Regions from separate parts of the Mus musculus genome. Here region 2 is linked to region 1. A link is a contact called in public HiChIP or PLAC-seq data. All regions are on one chromosome and are shown on one strand. Each heading gives the region's core, a stretch centred on a gene start, on an enhancer-like site or on the middle of the called end of the contact. The rest is flanking DNA. Distances are from core to core; before and after follow the strand shown. Region 1 overlaps Slc1a2 (solute carrier family 1 (glial high affinity glutamate transporter), member 2). Region 2 has its middle 22 kb from the start of Ehf.

What was found. HiChIP or PLAC-seq counts read pairs in DNA pulled down with a chosen protein or histone mark.
Region 2: a contact with region 1 is called in a FOXA1 HiChIP or PLAC-seq map of pancreatic cancer cells. The contact joins two enhancer-like sites. A contact is called at or near these places in 4 of 115 datasets of contacts at active chromatin or transcription factors (differentiating embryonic stem cells, embryonic stem cells, extraembryonic endoderm stem cells and 1 more).

What each region holds. Positions count from the first base shown.
Region 1 is chr2:102,763,697-102,766,503 of GRCm38.p6, forward strand. The region is part of intron 8 of Slc1a2 (solute carrier family 1 (glial high affinity glutamate transporter), member 2); the gene reads left to right. Among named protein-coding and RNA genes, the nearest start is that of Gm13872, 18 kb to the left of the region's middle. Within about 2 kb of position 1,420, at least 45 of the 459 cell types and tissues checked have an H3K27ac peak or open chromatin away from gene starts, as enhancers often do. A contact at or near this core is called in pancreatic cancer cells, where this site is marked.
Region 2 is chr2:103,324,099-103,326,905 of GRCm38.p6, forward strand. No RefSeq gene overlaps it. Among named protein-coding and RNA genes, the nearest start is that of Ehf, 22 kb to the left of the region's middle. Within about 2 kb of position 1,428, at least 42 of the 459 cell types and tissues checked have an H3K27ac peak or open chromatin away from gene starts, as enhancers often do. A contact at or near this core is called in pancreatic cancer cells, where this site is marked.

The sequences.
Region 1 (2,807 bases), core at 170-2,669:
TCATGTCTATTAGTGGTGCAGTAGGATTCAAACCCAGGCTACCTAAATGTGGGCCACACTGCCTCTGGTATAATGCGATTGGGCTGCCTTTGTATGTTGATTGATCTGACCTTCACAAACACCTCGTATTGTATATGCTAGAGTAGAACCTCCATCTCCTCATGTGTACCATGGCAACAGCAATCACAGAATTGGGGTGGTTAGGAGCATCATACATGACACATATCACATATCAGTAGATGGGAGCTATTGGAATTGTTCCTACCCAGTGACGTTCAGTAAAATATAACCGTGGTCCTGTAATACGAAATGAGAAAGCAGCTGTGACACAGGGAGTGCCACAAGTTACTCAGGATGGAAAACTTGCTTCAGATTCCAGTATGAAGCATGAATCTTGTCCAAACACATATCACATGAGACTTCCAACTTCCCACTCATCAAAACTCTTGACTTAATGAAGCTGTTGGCAAAGTAATGATAGCTTTATGTCCTTTCATTCTTGGCCCTGACAGCAATCAGGCTTACCCTCCAGTGCACAATGGGATTAGAATCAGAGCAGTGACTGCAAGACCGGTATTTCACTGATATTACAGAATTCCATTTACTTGTAATTTATTTCATATTAACAATGCTACTGTTGTGAAATTTCATGAGCAAAGGATAAGGTTGACTACATATGTTTAAGTCTTTGCTTCTGAATAAACTTAGCCAAAATCTCCTTAATTTTTAGAAATATGAAAGTTTGGCTTACATAGGCACCTGCATGGCATATGCACAGTTCTCTGCCTGCAATGTATTTGGGGAAAAATAGCCAAGTCTAGCTTTATGCTGTGCTATTGTGTGAATCCTAATTCTCTCTTCTCCCTCATGTAGGAGTACAATGACCAAGAACTTTCTGTATATTTATTAAGTTATAGAGCTTCCAGGGTCATCAAGAGCCAGCATGTAGCAGAAGCAAACAGAGGGGTGTTCAAATCCCAGAAGACCACATTGAATTTGTGTGACCCTAAGTTACCTGATCCATGGAATCGCTGGTTGTCTCATGGTGAAAGAAGCTGTTTATGTGCCTTGCGTGGTTACTGTGAGGTTCTGCTTTGATGTTGTGTACACAGAGCTTGGCACAACCTCCAGCAACCAGCCTCGAGAGAAGCCAGCCAGGGGAGTGGACTCCCAGACAAAGCAGAATGGGTCAAGGGACCAGGAGAAGGCTGAGAATTTTCTAGATAATACTGTCCATAAGGGGGGGGGGGTTACTAATATTTGACTCCTAACAAGATTTTTCACAGTGCTTGTAAGAGTGACTCATGACCAGAGCAACCCAGATTGTAAACAAAACAGCCAAGGCTAAGGATGACTGGAACCTGGGAATCCCCACTTCCTTTCTGTCCTGTCAATACTGGGGACGGGCTGAAGAGTCTTTGCTGTCTGGGACTTTAGGGAAGTTTCACTCCCACAGCTGTCTCACCTTGTCCTCAAGTGCCCGATAAGAATGATAGATTACTTGGCTTGAGGGTTGTAATGTGCCCTACCTCTCTTAAGTGCCCATGTACTTATTGGTTCCTAAATGCCGCCGGCCACTACATGAAAGAGAAACCCTCATTTATCCTTTCAACCGGTGAGGAAGTCAGGATACAGTTGCCCAAATTTTGTATGTTGTTGACAAGTGGTAGAGCTAGGATTTGAATTTAGATTGTTTAAGTTCAAAAAGCTGCTACACACTGTATCTGCTGTCTCATATGGAGTTCTATGAAATATACCAGCTCCATACTGGTGTGACAGGCACAGACATGATCACTGGTGTGACAGGAAAGGGCACAGACATGTTCTGTATTGTATGTATGTAGACATGCAATAAACCCGAAAGGGGTAGCAAAATACACCAAACATCCCAGTCCCTTGGAGCTCCAGGGACCTCCAAATTGTTCTCAGTTACAAGTCTTGGGATTCTAGGCTGGGCCACACTGATGGCCTGACTTGGCCAAACCCTCCCATGAGCCTGGAGTGCTTGCTCTAGAAATATTTTAATGTTTTAACTACAAAGCAGGCAACCCTCATTGTTTCAGCACATACAAAGTCACATGAGAGACCTATTTTCAGAAGACTGTTCTATTCAGAAGCGACAGCTCTGGATATCAGGATATGGCTTACTTGTCAATCACAAGCTAGATTCCAAAACCCACATAAAAATACTAGGTATGGAAACAAGTGTGTTTAGTGCTAACATGGAGAGTGAAGAAACAGGCAGATGCCTAGCAGACAGCTGCCAGCTGGTGAGCTCTAACCCAATGAGAAATTCTGCCTCAAAGAGGGTGGATTGTATCTAAAGGTAGCATCAGAGATTGTCCTCTGACCTCTACAGCATATATACTCATATGTTCATGTGCACCCCAACATACATACTCACAAACAGTTAACAAATAAAAAGAAGAAATGATTGCTTCTGTAAAATAACCTACGAAGATGAGAAAAGTCACTGCCAGTTGGTGATCCTCAGAAACCCTTTGGTATGTAGACAGGACACCTGAACCCAAGATTAAACTTTAAACTCTGGGGAAAGAGTTCAAAATGGTCCCAGGTATGCTCCTAATATTGCTTGAAAAGTTGATGAAAAGAAAAGTTGAGAAATTTTTCTTTATTCCATTACCATTTTATGGCACCCTCTTTCTGAATAATGCATTTTCCAGCCTTGGGAGAAATGGCCAGGCAAGTGAAACCGAATGTATCTTGGAATATGTTGTTTGCCTCCCCTGGTGAGTTGGTTCTGGATATTTTCTATTCCAAGTTCCCATGCTAAGCATTGGCAATGA
Region 2 (2,807 bases), core at 178-2,677, 560 kb after region 1:
GCTACTCAAGGTTACTGGCTGGTTTGAATAAGTTCCCACACATTAAGTACTTTTTCCAGTCTCATTTGCCACATAGTGGGCACTCAAAAACACTTCTACCTTCTAACAAACCATAAGACCAAAATGGCTTTGATCATGGTCAGCATAGCACAAGGCGCTTTGCGGCAGCTGCTGGGAAGGAGGAGAGGAGGGCACTTTCAGGCTGTGCCAGCTTCCTTTGCCTCCCACCATGGGAGCTTCCAGCTGGCAATCATTGAGTACTTTTTCTTCCACTTGTAAAAGTTTTGGGGGTGGGGGTGGGGGTTATCTACAATATTCTGAAAAGGCAGGCAGTAACTTAAAAATTGAAGCATCTGTACTGGGTCCAGCTGATAGCATCAGCAAGGAGGTGGGGGACACTTATCAGTGAGTTCCCAGAGACATAAATTAAAAGCCCCTTGAGGGTATGAGATTGGTAAGATGTTGTGGGAAACCCTGGCAGGGGCATGAGCTGTGCTGCGATCCAGATATTACAGGTTGGCTCCTCCTCTGTGGCTGAGGGAACTTGTCTCTATACTCTCAGCGCCCTCTCAGTTTTCCTTGTCACTCAGCATCTTCCTTCCAGTGGCTCTCATTCATAGCAAGGCATGAACAGCTGTCAGCACCTGGATGGAAGTCTGGGATTTTGATTTCCCCAGAATTCAAGCCTCCGACTGAAAGCAAACCACTCCCGTGAGAGCATTTGGACACTGGCCATGGGAAAGAGACAGTTGAAAGAGCCCGTTCTGTTGTTTTGAGGTCAGGGGGGAACTTAGATGGGATTCCAACTCCGGGAGTCAGCAGCAACGTGACCTGAAACAGGACAGCAAACTCTCCACTTGTAAAGAGGGCTTATTCTCTTGAACACAAGTTAGTATATAAAGTTGGGGGATAATAGATAGGAAGCTCTTGGGCTTGCCTAACACCGCCAAACCCTCCATCAATGACCAGGATTATGAGCTGTGCAGCCCCTTCTCCTGACCTCCTAGGAGGGGCTGGCCACTCCCTTTGACCTCAGCCTGTCTGTCGTCTTACCATGTTGGCCTAGCCTACAAACAGTATCCTGTCTGTCTTTCTTTTCAGCATGAATCCAGTAAAGGCAGGTAGCTGACTGACCTATCTGAGGTTTCCAAGCCCTGTACAGAGCTGCATGGACAACTTGCCCTGTTTGCTCCTTGGGGTTAAGTCTTGGCTGAAAGCAAAGGGTCCTAGCAGAGACAAATCAGTGGCTGCCAACAGCCTATCAGCCAGGTTCTGCAGCCTCCAGGGACTGGCATGCTTTTTTCTCCCCAGTGAACAACCTCGGTTTGATCCTGGGGCTTTTCCTGGCATGCCAGGTCCTGGCATGTGTGGGCAGGGACTCGCTAAGCTCTGGGTTGGGCATTTTCTCAATTGTTTCTTTCTCTTTTTCTTATCTCTGGCTAGTTAGTGATTAACTGCACTCAGAAAGTTTCCCAGCCTCCCCAGGAGCACAGGTGGCCACTGGGTTAGAGAACCTGACTCAGACTCGGTTCTCTTTGCAAGACCAGGAGGATTTGAGGCACAACCCTGGGGAATCACACACCCTTTGGGGCTGGCTAAGGTCTAGAAGGTTTGCTGGGAAGGATGCAAGGATGTGGGTCTGCTGGTTCCTTGTGGGGTAGGCGGAGCTGAGAGATGATGACCAGGGTGTGGAAGACACGACCCATTCTGGAAGATGTGTGTAAACCCTGACCTTGGGTAGCTTCTATCTTGGGTTGCTCCTTTTGCAGGTGGCTCCTGTAGGTGGAGAGCAGAGCAGCCACTTGGTAGCAAGGTCCACCCCAGTGAGCCACAGAAGAGAGCCAAAGAAGCTCGTTTTCTCAAAAAGGCTTTGCTTTCCTCCTGTTTGTTCGCTTGCCCTGATCAAGATGGAGAAGACCCTCTGTTACCATCCACTTCAGCCTGGACTTGGGTCCCTTGGCTCATGCCCACTTGGCTCCTTTTCAGCTCAGGGTCCTCACCTTGGCTGTTCTCTCTCTACCTCATTTGTCTCCCCTATACTGGAGGACAACCTCCTCGTGCTCCCATGTTTCACTCTCAAGCTTCCCAGGCTGGAAAGGCAGCACCAATGCCCCAGCTCCACTCCCTGTGGTGCCTGTTTGTGCACTAAAAATATTAGGACTCCCTTTGCTTGGGAATTTAATGTATAACGTTTAAGCTCCCTGAGGACAGGTCTTTGTGATGGTCATAGCTGCAGCTACAGAGACTGCCAGAACCCCCTGGAGCCCAGAAAAGCTAAAAACATTTGTAGGATTGATGAATGAATCAATGGGCAACCTTCCTTGCATGCTCAAAGGGGTTCATTGCAATAAGAACTATAGTTCTAAATCAGAGATCCACAAACTATAGCCCTCTGACCAAATATAGGCTGTTGTCTATTTTTTTTTTTACACCTAATGTGCTAAAAATATATTTTACATTTTAATTGATGGAAAAAGTAAAAAAGATTAGTATTAGTAAATGTGAAAACCATATAAAATTCAAATTCCAGCATCCATACCTAAAGTTATACGGACACAAAAACAGCATGCAACCTCTGTGTGTCCTCTGTGGCCGCTTTCCACCACAATAGCAGGGTTCTGGACAGGCATTGTCCAGTCTGGGAAGTTGAGAATATTTCCCTCCAGCCTCTTTCCAGCAAATGTTTGCCAAGTCATACTCTAAATAATGCTAACAAAGGAGGCAGAGATGGTATCCACTCGGATACAAATTTGGATGAGGACAGGAAAGGAGAAGTAAAGTCACACAGAAGGAAGACATCTATTGCG